Regions from separate parts of the Danio rerio genome. Here regions 1, 2, 4 and 5 are each linked to region 3. The links are chromatin contacts, called in public Hi-C, HiCAR-type and Micro-C maps. All regions are on one chromosome and are shown on one strand. Each heading gives the region's core, a stretch centred on a gene start, on an enhancer-like site or on the middle of the called end of the contact. The rest is flanking DNA. Distances are from core to core; before and after follow the strand shown. Region 1 has its middle 81 kb from the start of ccny. Region 2 holds the start of gjd4 (gap junction protein delta 4). Region 3 overlaps adarb2 (adenosine deaminase RNA specific B2 (inactive)). Region 4 has its middle 13 kb from the start of ccny. Region 5 has its middle 34 kb from the start of ccny.

Region 1 (2,700 bases), core at 131-2,630, 280 kb before region 3:
GGGGCTTTGCAAACTTTTCAATTGTTTGATTTGAACTAATGTTTGGATAAGCAGTGTTCACACATACTGTATTCAAATGAACCCCACAAACAGAGCATTCACACCAGGGTTCTTTTTAATCAAACCAAACCTGCCAAGTGTTAACACTGTGAAACTGGTGCTGCAGAAGTGTTTTGCCAGAAACCGATATACTGTTACAGTTTGGTCCCAAAACTAATTGAACTGTTTGTCAGCAGTTATATTGAGACATACTAATTAAGCTGCCACTTTTACAAGTTCTCAATAAATAAACAAAGAAACTTCAAATCTAGGCTTTTCTCCATTGAATCTTGCCAATTTCCAGCACTGATCATACAGTAAGTGACTCAACTGAATCTGCAGAAACTTCTTTAAAGAAACACTCACATATTTAAGCGTAATATTCATGGTACTTCAGTACTGTACCATACCTGCAACAGGCATAATGATATTACTCAGTGCTGTTAACTAGCTGAAGAAGAAATGCAGAAATGCATGTTAAGAAATGCAATCCAAATTTATTTCTCTTGGTGGAGTAGTTAAAGGGTTAAACATATCTAAAACAGTACAACATTCCATGCCAATAAAGCAACCTGAACTTGAGAATAGAAATAGCATTAAAAATAAAACAATTAAAACAGTTAAAAACCACTTATTGTTTCAATGATCCATGCTTAGCTAAGCTAAAAGTGCTCCTGCCATAACCAGAGATTGATTGAATGGGTTAAAAATATGGTAACTCTGTTTTATTTATTTCTCTCCCGCTAGCACTGAAAACTCTGGGATCAGTTGAACTTTTTAAAAAGCATTTAAAGACACCTCTTTTACTTGATTTCTCTTATTGTAAAGCACTTTGTGACTCTGAAAGTTCTTTGTGTCTGGGAAAGGTGCTATATAAATAAATAAACCTAAACCTTTTGTATAGGGTACTTGAAATAATAAACTATTTCCAAAGAAAATAGAGTATTTCTGTAAAGTTCACTATTGTAAGTGATACAAATTTTGCTCCTGTTGTGTTAAAGTCAACAAGAATTTAAAAACTACTATCGCTATGTCCAAAATATGCATTTCTGGCCTTAATAGTCTGACATATAATGTTTGCTTTTTCTTCCTGAATGTCTGTTTTGCACAGAAATATGTCACATTACAGCAGCCGAATGGGTTGCAAATGCCATTTCAGGTTGACTTCTGCTTTGCTTCTTTCATTCAAGATCAACAATTTTGTAACAGAATTTAACAAAAAGACGTTAGTACAGCTATGGCAAAATAAAGGCAAAAAGATTCATGCCATTCCATCAGCAAGCCCACACACGCCCCCACAAACATATAGTGTGTGTAAGGGCCAAGGAGAGCCAAAAAAAAAGTGTTTACTGTCATATCTGTCAGACCGGGCTTTTTTTTCTCTCTCAAACTTCACACTCCCCCTTTGGCCAAGAGCTGAAGAAACACAGGTTAGAAAGGTTACAGGTGCAGCAGGGAAAACTCACCTTGAGGGAAACATCGGAAATGTCATTCATGAGCGAGAAAGAGGGAGCAAATGCCCACCCTGAACATAATCCAGCCCTGTACCGCAGTCATGCAGGTTCTGCATACACACATGCAAAACAAGCACACACTCACACATGCGCACTGCAATCTCGACATATAAAAAGAGCATCTATAATTGCATCTCCACCTGTGAAAAGAGGAGGGCAAAATAACCTCAGGGCTTTTCTGCCAATATCGCCACGAAGTCAGAGAAAATTAAACAAATGGTGTTCTGACTGGTTGAGCACGCATGCATTTAAAGCTCATATCTGACTTGAGCTCTTAACAGAGAGTGGGAAAGGCTGTGTGTGTGTTTTTTAGCTCTAAACTCTCGAAGGCTGTGTGATTTTGAAGTGTTAAGAATACATCTGCTGAGAGAGAGGGAGAGAGTTTGATCAAGAGATTTAGGACGTGTCCACATTTATGTACATGGGTAATTTTATTAGCGATTCAAATGTAGTCATTCAATTGAATGGGTAGTCATCAGCTGTTAGAAACCTACTGGTAGGCTCAGAGGGCTGTTATCTTACATCCATATGGTCAATCAGCTATAGATCACATACAGCTGCGGCCGGAAGTAACAAGAATTATTTATATTATTTATTAAATTTAACATCATTTGTATTTTATTAACCTCTATTCAACCCTAAACCCAACTGTCAGTAATGTAAACACAGATCTGGATCTGGAGTTTTCTCTATTAGTGTAGCTATTAACCATGTGGATGGATGATTACAGCCTTCTGAGCCTACCAGTAGGTGCAGAAGGCCCCTTCTGGCCCATATCTATCAGCTGATAACCACTGATAACGCCCATTCAATTGAGTAATAACATTTAAAGCGGGTGATTTTCATATAATTTATAAAAAATAAATAAATAAATAATCTGTCCAGATTAAAACACAAAACGCACTGTGATGCATGTTATGGGCACGCTAAACCAACAGGGGGCGATAAAAGCCTTTTATGCTGAGTTTACAACAAATGTGATACTACAGTACATTGCATTTAAACTATGCAAACATGAGAACAGAAGCGGATTACTGTCTCATAGTAGGGCTGAACGATAAATCGCATTCGATTGTTGTGTAGCTCCGCCCTCTTTTGAAAAGGGCCCAATCTCATAATAATTTAAAGCGACAGTCACCAAAATGGC
Region 2 (2,700 bases), core at 78-2,577, 420 kb before region 3:
AACTATTTCGTCACAATTATTATCTTTTTTTTGTAGAAAGTCAGCTTTTCCATCACAATTATTTTTTAATACAAGAAAACCAATTATCATTCTGTAATTAAAGTTGAATTATACATTAGCTGTCAAAACTTTGTAACAACTCTACTAACTCTAACTAACTAACTAACTAACTAACTAACTAACTAACTAACTAACTAACTAACTAACTAACTAACTAACTAACTAACTAACTAACCAACTAACTCATTAACTAACTAACTAACTAACTGTAAATGTGTTTTTAATTATTAAAGTAATTGGCCCAGCAGTTTATTACACTTACTAGCAACATCCAACAATGTTGAACAGCATGAGTCTGAACACTTGTAATTTCAGTATAATATACATATAATTATATAAATATATTTATATATATATATATATTTGTAAATTTGTAAATGCATAAAAAAATTACTTTAAAATAAATCAACTTTTTTTCCCCCATTGCATAGAATAATCTCTTTAAATGGCCATGAGTAGGCTCATACGGAATCTGTTCATGCAGAAATCCGCAGATTTCCACAGAAATCTAGCCTATCATTAAGTCTATTTATTTACTTGTGTAAATCTGTGTACATTTATCTTTATTCAGTTTTTAAATTAATTTCACTAACATTAATGACTAATATGAAAGTGTTCATATGATTTATTCAGAATACAGTTTGTAAAGTAATATTTTCTGTCTTTCAGTAGATATATTATATGAGAGATGTGCTTTGTTTACCAAATAAGTAGATCTAATTGGATTTGCATTGAAAACATTAAGGTTAAAAAGGTATAATTTGTTTATTTCATATATTAAAGTTTTAGTTACGATACTCCCAAAATAATTACGCATAAATCTGCAGATTATTTACAAAATTCTTTACAAAAATAGCAAAAACTGTCCGCAGATTCTGTCTGGCCTCAGCCATGAGTTACTGTATAAATGCTTTTTAAAAATAATACTAAAAGCATACACATACCTGTGAGGGTGATGTTGTGGTTCAGCGTTATGAAGATAACTTCTGATGTAGCTTGTTTGGCCATTTCAGCAGTTTAGGCCTCCTGAGGCTCCAGCAAAGGTAATGTCGCCAGTCAATTCTTAATTCCACATAAGAATAACAGTCTATGCTCTATTAAAATCATTCTAAACAAGCATTACAAATAAAACCCATTTACAAGCACACATAATCCTACTTGGGTACTATATATATACCAGGTTGGGTCAATTCCGCAAAGGCAAGACTCGCATGTAACCACCAACTTGGTTTTCCATCTTACCTCTTACTCTGTCCTGACAACAACTGTTCTCAGACAACAGAAGACGAGAGATGTGAGCTCCATTGTAGGGCTATTCTTACCCACCAAAGGCATGTCGGCACGCAGGCCTTGCTGTGATATTTGGGCTCTGTTTGTCCTTACAGGAGAATAGCTATTAGTATCAGGCATCAAATAACCCATATTAAACTCACAAGTATAATTGAGGGCACTCCTGAGGTCTTGGAGGACTTTGAATGTTGATTTGCTTTTATTTGACCTACTAAACTAATAGTTAACACAAACAAAATCAAATTATGTTATCATTTACTTATTTATCGTTTCAAACCTATTTTAGTTTCTCTTTTCTATTAAAAACAAGATGATATTTAGTAAAACTTTGACTTCCGGAGTATTTTATTAATATTTAATATTATATTACTTGACTATATTCACAGTTTTGACTTATTAAATGCCAAAAATTAGACAATCATTTTTATTTGTCTGGAAAATGCTTCTTGATTTAAGAGTTTTTAGATACTTTGTACTGGAAACAGGACAAAACCTGAAAAAAGAATTTTTTTTAAGTGGAAAAAACCCTCATTATACAACTTTGTATAAGATCTCTTTAGCTTGGCTTTTGTTAGCTAGGTTGATCTACTTTTATTACTTTATTAAAAAGAATCCCCTCTTTAGCTCTGTCCTTGAGGTGTTTGACATGACTGAGAGCTACAGGGATCAGAGAAGATCACGCTGGAATCTAGAAGCTTTTAGCTCACTCTAAATGACCTCTGAATGAGAGACATCTGGACGGAGGATTTGAAGGACTTGGGTTATAATGAATGGAGATTTATGGGATCACAATTATAATACAGCAACTGTTTTGTAGTGAACACTCATTGGATAACCTCCTTTAATAAATGCGCATTGACAGAAGTTGTAGTGGACTAAAAAAAAAAAAGTTTTCCTATTTTATTTAGGTTAAAAAAAGAAAAGTTTGAAATGCGCAATTATTATTAATCAAAATCCCATTGCAGACACTGTTGAAAGTAGTGTTTATAAATCTGTAAATGCTTTGTGCACTTAAATATCTACTAGTCATATTCCGATATTGTATATCGTGACAACGAGCATGCACAATATGGACATTGTAGGCGATATGAATAATTAGTGTCTTTTAAGAATATTAACATTGCATTTGCGGTGGTGTTCATAACAGCTGACAAATGGTTGGAGACTTAATTGGTTAACTTAATAGTTAAGCATTAATACTTTCACATAATCTAGCCTACTACATGCTGAAATATTGATTGACAAGCATGTGACTATTTATATATAGCAATAAGGCTCTGATAGTTAACATTAGATCATTTAAAGGGGGCCTATTTTGCAAAACATAAGGGGTTTATGCACAGTAGTGTG
Region 3 (2,700 bases), core at 88-2,587:
TAAATACAGTAAAGCAACAATTTTTTGTACGTGCTTTATGATTTTCTGGATAAACAATAATAATCAAATGCAAAATAGTTTTCATTGCATATTTACATGAATATAATTAATCTTTCTTAAAGTTAAAAGCGTAATTCCTCATGCCAGAATACTTTGAACTGACTTTAAAAAGTGCTCACACAGACACAGGCCCTAAAATAAATAATAAATGTTATGGCGACTTATGGTTAAACATTGCAATGATAATTTTTCACTGTAAAAACGTTACCATGACATGTAAAAATCTGAACTATTGACTCACAGACAGAGAGAGAGAGAGAGAGAGAGAGTGAGTGAGAGAGAAGAAAATTTTAAAACCAAGCACAGTTGACTAATATGAAAAGCATTGCTCTTTTTCTTCTCTGTTTAAAAGCGAGTGCTGAAGAGCAGATCAGTAATCAGGCTCTTGATACCATCTCCAATAACAGATGAGAAAGCAGCGAAGCATACGGCCTTTAATCAATGAAACCCTCGGCGTCAGATACTGTACAGCGTACAGTAGAGCGCAGAATTTGTTCAATCTGCCTGCGAGAAAGCATCAAAAAAAAGTCCCACATTCATCATTCGCGTCTTATCGAGCTGCAAAAGCTGGAACATTACGCCAGTTTATTCCTTCATGGATTTATTCATTCATAAATATTCATCCTCCACACGTCACACACACACACACATACACACATGATTTATCTGAAAGAGAAATATTGCTTTTCTAATATTACACAGCGAGATTTATTGTCTCTCATTACCATTGTTATCGCAGTAGCTTTCAAAGTAATCTATTTTTACCACTATGGGGCGTTCACTATATTTACCGCACAGGAATATCATTCGGGATCATACATCTTTCTCCAGAAATCCATACAAGTGTGGAATCAAAGGCGGAAATCTGCAGCACGAAGCATTCTGGGACCTCCTTTAATGGAAATGGTCTATTTTGCGGGGCATTAGAACGATCCGGGCCCGCCGTTTTAATTGGAGCGCTGTGTTTAAGCGGAGTGATGTATGAAATGAAGTTAAAGTCGGCCAATCTGGCTCATCTGGGCCTGAAACGCACACTCAAAAGGGGCCTCGATGAGATCAGATTCTGATTTAAGACTGAGGGAAATAACAAGGGAGAAATGAAATGGTAATTACTATTGATTACCTATGTGCATATGACCCCGCAGGCCTCGCTTTGCATACTTAAATCAACTTAAATAATTGGATTTGCTAATTTTTTGTATGTGTAAGCGAGAGCGCGTGTGGCCTGGACTCGGGAATACGTTCGTTCTCACTGAAGGAATGAAGTGAGTCAAGAAATGATGTAATTTGGCCGTTGTGATGCATTACCTCATGATTAGTTTGTTCTGTATGCGGGCGCTGGTTGTGTTTGTTGAACTTTGACACATTTGAAGAGATCAGATGCAAAAACCTCTGAGATATAGCAAATGATATGCTGTTTTTATTGCCTTTAAAGTGAAATCATGGAAAATAAACATGGGGGCCTGATAAAAATCGTCATTTTAGTGAACTTTGGCACATTTGAAAAGCTCAAATGCAAAAACCTTTAAGTTATGGCAAGTAATATGCTATTTTCTTTGCCTTTACAATGCATTAACTGAATATAAACATGGGACTCTTAAACAGTATCATCATTTTGTTGAACTTTGAAGAGTTCAGATGCAAAAACATCCAAGTTAAAGCAAATGATATGCTATTTTCATTGCCTTTGCAGTGAAATAACCGAACATAAACATGGGAGCCTGAAATAAATGATCATTTTGGTGAACTTTGGCACATTTGAGGAGTACAATTGCAAAAACCTTAAAGTTGTGGCAAATTAAATGCTATTTTAATTGCATTTAAAACTAAATAACTCAATTTAAACATAGGAGTCTGATAAAAATTGTCATTTTGGTAAACGTTGACACATTTGAAGAGTACAATTGCAAAAACCTCTAATTTATGGCTAATAATATGCTATTTCCTTTGCATTTAAAGTGAAATAACTGAACATGAACATGGTAGTCTGAATAAAATTGTCATTTTGGTAATATTTGGCTCATTTGAAGACTAAAATTGCAAAAGCCTTTAAGTTAAGTTAGAAAAATGCTGTTTTAATTGCATTTAAAATGTAATAACTGAATTTAAACATAGAAGCTTGATAAAAAGGAGTCATTTTGGTTAACTTGGACACTTTTAAAGAGTCCAGAAGCAAAAAAAAACTCCAAGTTATGGCAAATAATATGCTATTTTCATTGCCTTTAAGGTGAAATAGGTAAACATAAACCTAGGAGCCTGAGAAAAATTGTCATTTTGGTAAACTTTGACATATTTGAAGGCTTCAGATGGCAAAAACTTTAAGTTATGGCAAATAGTATGCTATTTTCATTGCATTTAAAGTAAAAGAACTGAACATAAACATAGGCCCCTAAAACAATAATAATCATTTGGTGAACTTTGGCACATTTGAAGAGTTCAGATGTAAAAACCTCTAAGTTATGGCAAATAATATGCTATTTTCATTGCATTTAAATTGTAATAACTGAATTTAAGCATGGAAGCTTGATAAAAAGGAGTCATTTTGGTTAACTTCGACACTTTTGAAGAGTTTAGATGCAAAAAAAGTCCAAGTTATGGCAAATAATATGCTATTTTCATTGCCTTTAAGGTGAAATAAGT
Region 4 (2,700 bases), core at 106-2,605, 350 kb before region 3:
TTACCCAATTCACCTATACCGCATGTCTTTGGATTGTTGGGGAAACTGGAACACCCTGGGCCTGGGGAAACCCACGCCAACACCGGGAGAACATGCAAACTCCACACAGAAATTGACCAATTGACCCATCCGGGACTCGAACCAGTGACCTCCTTGCTGTGAGGCGACATTTATTATTTTAATAAGCATATTTTTATTCACCAAGGCCAAGTTTATTTGGTCAAAACACAGTAAAACAGTCACACTGTGAAAATAAATTACAATTTAAAGTAACTCTTTCATATTTTAATAGATTTTAAAATGCAGTTGCATTGGTGTGACTTTTTCCAATTTTACTATCAGAAATTCAGAGTCACATGATGCTTCCTAAATCATTCTTACTGTATGTGCTAAATTAGTTCTCAGTTATTCTTATTGATCATTATAATATATCGTAATGAAAAACATAGAAACATAATATATATAATTGAATATATACAATAAATATAATTTAAGAAATCATTATTAATAGTGGCAGTAGGTAGTGCTGTCGCCTTACAGCAAGAAGGTCACTGGGTTGCTGGTTTGAGCCTCGGCTGGGTCAGTTGGCGTTTCTGTGTGGAGTTTGCATGTTCTCCCTGCGTTCGCTGGGTTTCCTCCGGGTGCTCTGGTTTCCCCCACAGTCCAATTACAGGTGGATTGGGTAGCAATCCAGGTGAATAAATATAATTTAAGAAATCATCATGAATGGTAAAATAAGAAAGGTGCCTACAGGGTCAAAGTTACTGTTATCAATAATATAAACAAAAACACAAATGTTCTTAATATATTTTATACACATTTTCTTAGACTAATTATCAGCTCTAAAAACAATCACCTGGTCAACTTCTATGCTTCCTACAAGCCATACATTTTTAGGATTCAGATAGAAAGATCAAAAGTACAGCATTTATTCCGAACAGAAACCCTGTCGCTTTTAATCAGTTTAATGCATCTTAGCTAAAAACAAATAATTTAATTTGTAAAAGTAACTTTTGAACAGTAGCGTATGTATGAAATGAAAAATAGATCAGAATGTGGAGTCTTGGCAAATCTGGGTGCACTTTGAGATATTGTTTACCTCTTGTATTTTTTATTTATTTATTTTTAAAACTCATATGAAGAAGACGCATATTAAGTCTTTTTAGTCCTGATTGCTGTCTGCAGGAATAAAGGAGATAACATTTAGATTCTTCTTTGCTTTGAGTCGCATGACTGAATGGATTACAGTTGTATTTCTGAAGTAAAAGTCTCCGGGAATCAGCTCTCAGACTCCCTGCAGCGATGTGTAAAATTATTCAGTTTCCTGCCGCTCATGTGAAGGTGTTTCTCTTTAACAGTGATGTAATGAGGATTTGCGGAGGTGTGAAGCTGTAGATAGATGCCAAATGTCTTTATATGTTGTGGTTTCCTGTAGAATGACTGTCTGTGTTTTTTTTAGCTACGTGTAAAAAGAAAAACCTTTATTCCAGTTCTCATCTAAAAGACAGACAAGTTTTTTTATGCAACACAGGGTCATTGGGAAAATGTGCCCAGGGCTCTCATTTTTGAGAGCCAAGAAGTGTCTGCTTACTGGTACATATGGCTGAATTGTGTGTGCAAAATAAACATAATGGAGCAATTGCGAAGACTGTTTACCTCTATATTAGTAACATTTAGACTTTAGAATTTAAAATTTATTCTGGAAATCTCTGACTTTATTCTTGAAATATTTTGACTTCAATCTTGTATAACTACTACTTAATACTCATAATATTTACACTTTGTTCTTGAAATATTACGACTTTATTCTCATATAACTAAGGCTTTATTCTCGCAATAATTCTGCTTTATTCTCAAAATATTATAACTTTAATGTCATGTAACTCTAACTTCTCTCTCGTGACATTTCAACTTTATTCGTAACATTTAGATTTTATTTTCAAAATTTTAACTTGATTCTTTTGAATATTGAATATTTTTACATCATTCTCGAAATTTTATGACTTTAATCTTGTATAACCCCAAGTTTACTCTAGTAATATTTCAACTTTATTCTCAGAATATTACAAGTTTAATCTCTTATAACTCTGACTATATTCTCGTAACATTTTGGCTTTATTTTTAAAACATTACGACTTTAATCGTGTTTAACTGTGACTTTATTCTTAGATTTTGAATATATTCTCGAAATATTATGACTTTAATCTCATATATCTCGTATATCACACAGGGAGCAGATTGAAGTTTGCTGGTAAACCAGCTCAGCTGTGGTATTGAGGTGGATATTTCCACCAACAATCCCTGCTGGTACCGGAATCGAACCTGCATGGCCATCTATAACGATCTAATAAGTGACTTAATTCTCGTAACATTTTGACTTTATTTTTGAAATATTACCACTTTAATCTTTATTTCTTTATACATTTTTTAAATGCCACTAAATGCCGTCATAGCAGTAACTATAATAGTCAGATAATAGTACTATTATTATTATATATTTAAATTAAATAACACTCCACAAATTATCCGTGGTCTAGAGTTTCTGAATGTGTATAAAAGAGTATATACTGTGTAAGTACTATTTTGCATGTCTGAATATTGCTTTTATTTTGAATTCAGATGATATTTTCAACTCTACAAATTAACATTCTCCATGAATGTCTCATCATTATTCTGGGATTTATTAAATTAGGATGATTA
Region 5 (2,700 bases), core at 86-2,585, 330 kb before region 3:
CTCTTTTCATGCACATTAGCATCTATCTACAAATACTGTTGAACATTATTTGTTGACCCATCAAATGAATGAATGCGTGTGAAATATTTTTAAACGTTATTTGAGTGTGCATGGCCAAAAGTGTCTATTTAGATGAAGCTCTGAAGCCATATATAACTAACTGTGTTATATAGCACGCACATGATAATGAGGCGCAAACAGAGGTGTGAAGACTGCTGAAGATCCTGACTTCTGCTGTGCTGTTTGAGCTGTTAAAGGTCCCGTGAAATTAAAATAAAGTTTTTTAGATGTTAGTTTCAGTTTGTTTTAAGGATATCTATAAGCTAGTGTGCTCCAAATCAGGGACAAAATTCATGTTTGGAAAATATGAAACTGAAATAAGCACCCAAAGCTTGCGGTTTGTTGCTTCCGCCTAAATGCATCAAGATTTTTTTCATCTCACATCACACTTTAGTTTCTCGTCTGACCACTCAAATGCTGTCTATCTGACATGCCCCGCCCCCTTCCCCTGCACTTGATCTCAATCACTCTCACTGGCAGAGCTGTGCTGAAAAAACGGAGACTTTATGTAGTGTAATTTATTAATAAAGAGTTGCAAATATATATACATTATAACTCTTATTTCTAAATATTTCCCTTTACTATAAATTACTACAGTATTTACATGTGTAACACCTGGTTTTATAGGATTTTTTAGTTCATGCTTTTATATATATATTGTAATTTGTTTCTGTTTAGTACAATATTATTTGCAGTAAATAACTGAACTGAACACTTATGCCTCATATGTTTCATTGACAGTTTTATTGATCACTAAGATATGATTGCCTTGGATTGACGTTGCTTCGTTTCAAAAATGAAAATTGCAAAAATAGCTTGGATATAGCGATGCTACTTTTGCCAAGTAGCTTTTAGCTTAGTTAAGCTACATTTTAAGTTTTATGTAGCTTGCCCAACACTGTTAAAATCTGCCGAAAAAATCTAAATAATCTAATTTTCAGCTCATTTTAAATAAGTAATTTCTACAAGCTTAATTTTTTTTTCGAGTGTACAGTGAAGGAAAATGTTGTTTTCTACAGAAATAAAAATAAAAAGTGAGTTTTGCAAGTTGCGCAATTGAAGATCAGCTTCCCTAAAACCTAGTTTCATTAGTCTCTGAAATAGTAGTGTAGTTCTATAAACTGTAACTTCTTGGCAACTGGAATGAGTGTTTTGGTGTTTTGCTCTGGGTTTGGGGATTGTTGTTTGAAAAAGCGGTTAAGTACACAATGACATAATAGCGGTGAAGTTTGAGTTGTTCTCTCTGAGTGAAAACATTAGAGGAAAGAGCGGCGCTAGCGTGACGTAAACATCGCTTCATGTTTCCTCATTCACTTGTATCCTCAGATGACCTTTTTTGTTGTGCGTTAGAACAATGGAAATGCATATCTCTAAATATCCAACAGCTGACACTGTCCATTTGTATTTGTTTCCCTGCCCTTTTAAAGTCTATTTAGGTTATGTTTTTAAAAAATGGCATTAGCAGTTTTGTTCCCTTACTGTAATGGATTCGTTGGGTGACATTAGCTAAGCTAACGTCTGGACTGAAAATGGACGGTTAGCATTACTGGGTGAACATCTGGATATGATTTATTAGACTGCAACACTTATATAACAAGACTGCATGCTAATTACATCTTCACAAACCTAAAAACAAGATCATTATTATTGTCCTGTTCATATTAGGCAAATATAAAAGACAGACAGACAGAAAAAGGAAAGGATAGATAGATAGATAGATAGATAGATAGATAGATAGATAGATAGATAGATAGATAGATAGATAGATAGATAGATAGATAGATAGATAGATAGATAGATAGATAGATAGATAGATAGATAGATAGATAGATAGATAGATAGATAGATAGATAGATAGATAGACTAATAAAAAAAGAGGAAGGAAGGAAGGAAGGAAGGAAGGAAGGAAGGAAGGAAGGAAGGAAGGAAGGAAGGAAGAAAGAAAGAAAGAAAGAAAGAAAGAAAGAAAGAAAGAAAGAAAGAAAGAAAGAAAGAAAGAAAGAAAGAAAGAAAGAAAGAAAAAAAGAAAGAAAAAGAAAGAAGGGAGGGAGCGAGGGAGAGGGAGGGAGGGAAGGAAGGAAGGATGGATGGATGGATAGACGGATGAGCAGATGGATAAGCAAATAGACAGATGTATGGATGGATGGTTGGATGAATTACTGGATTAACAGATAGATGGATAGATGGATAGATGGATGGATGGATGGATGGATGGATGGATGGATGGATGGATGGATGGATGGATGGATGGATGGATGGAGGGATGGATGGATGGATGGACGGATGAGCAGATGGATGAGCAAATAGACAGATGGACGGACGAATGGATGTATGGAAGGATGGTTGGATGAATTATTGTTTTAACAGATGGATGGATAAATGGATGGATGGAAAAATAGAGTAAAAAGCATTTACTCTACTAATTAAAGGCAAACTCCTTTTGCTGTTTAACTTCTTTATCTGCTTCCTCATAAATGTTAATGTTGCCAAGCTGCCGACCATGATATCTCCCCCCTGAACACATCTGCTAAAATATCCCCAGATTATGATTTCAGCACCTTGACTTCTATCGATCAGACCTCTGTTGTCTTAAAAGGGTCACAGAGTAAAGCAGCAAAATAATTGCGGTGTCAACAGTGT

Evidence for each region. A called contact is a pair of places that touch in the nucleus more often than the background predicts. HiCAR-type assays count read pairs that join an accessible place to other places.
Region 1: a contact with region 3 is called in a HiCAR-type map of caudal fin, with 5 times the contacts expected there. The contact joins two enhancer-like sites. A contact is called at or near these places in 1 of 18 Hi-C or Micro-C datasets (an unstated tissue) and 1 of 4 datasets of contacts at active chromatin or transcription factors (caudal fin).
Region 2: a Hi-C map of embryo shows a contact between it and region 3, with 3 times the contacts expected there. The contact joins the promoter of gjd4 here to the enhancer-like site in region 3. A contact is called at or near these places in 4 of 18 Hi-C or Micro-C datasets (caudal fin, embryo, hematopoietic stem cells and 1 more) and 2 of 4 datasets of contacts at active chromatin or transcription factors (caudal fin and embryo).
Region 4: a Micro-C map of caudal fin shows a contact between it and region 3, with 8 times the contacts expected there. The contact joins two enhancer-like sites. A contact is called at or near these places in 8 of 18 Hi-C or Micro-C datasets (caudal fin, embryo, fibroblasts and 3 more) and 1 of 4 datasets of contacts at active chromatin or transcription factors (caudal fin).
Region 5: a contact with region 3 is called in a HiCAR-type map of caudal fin, with 7 times the contacts expected there. The contact joins two enhancer-like sites. A contact is called at or near these places in 2 of 18 Hi-C or Micro-C datasets (caudal fin and an unstated tissue) and 1 of 4 datasets of contacts at active chromatin or transcription factors (caudal fin).

Annotation. Positions count from the first base shown.
Region 1 is chr24:4,479,156-4,481,855 of GRCz12tu, reverse strand. No RefSeq gene overlaps it. Among named protein-coding and RNA genes, the nearest start is that of ccny, 81 kb to the left of the region's middle. Within about 2 kb of position 1,380, at least 1 of the 62 cell types and tissues checked has an H3K27ac peak or open chromatin away from gene starts, as enhancers often do. A contact at or near this core is called in caudal fin, where this site is marked.
Region 2 is chr24:4,621,329-4,624,028 of GRCz12tu, reverse strand. It overlaps gjd4 (gap junction protein delta 4), which reads right to left and starts at 1,327. Exons shown (of 2, transcript XM_021470260.3): 1 at 1,005-1,327. The coding sequence starts at 1,068.
Region 3 is chr24:4,196,673-4,199,372 of GRCz12tu, reverse strand. The region is part of intron 1 of adarb2 (adenosine deaminase RNA specific B2 (inactive)); the gene reads left to right. All of the region lies in intron 2 of LOC141380808 (a long non-coding RNA gene), which reads right to left. Among named protein-coding and RNA genes, the nearest start is that of pfkpa, 45 kb to the right of the region's middle. Within about 2 kb of position 1,337, at least 5 of the 62 cell types and tissues checked have an H3K27ac peak or open chromatin away from gene starts, as enhancers often do. A contact at or near this core is called in caudal fin, where this site is marked.
Region 4 is chr24:4,547,411-4,550,110 of GRCz12tu, reverse strand. No RefSeq gene overlaps it. Among named protein-coding and RNA genes, the nearest start is that of ccny, 13 kb to the left of the region's middle. Within about 2 kb of position 1,355, at least 2 of the 62 cell types and tissues checked have an H3K27ac peak or open chromatin away from gene starts, as enhancers often do. A contact at or near this core is called in caudal fin, where this site is marked.
Region 5 is chr24:4,526,531-4,529,230 of GRCz12tu, reverse strand. No RefSeq gene overlaps it. Among named protein-coding and RNA genes, the nearest start is that of ccny, 34 kb to the left of the region's middle. Within about 2 kb of position 1,335, at least 15 of the 62 cell types and tissues checked have an H3K27ac peak or open chromatin away from gene starts, as enhancers often do. A contact at or near this core is called in caudal fin, where this site is marked.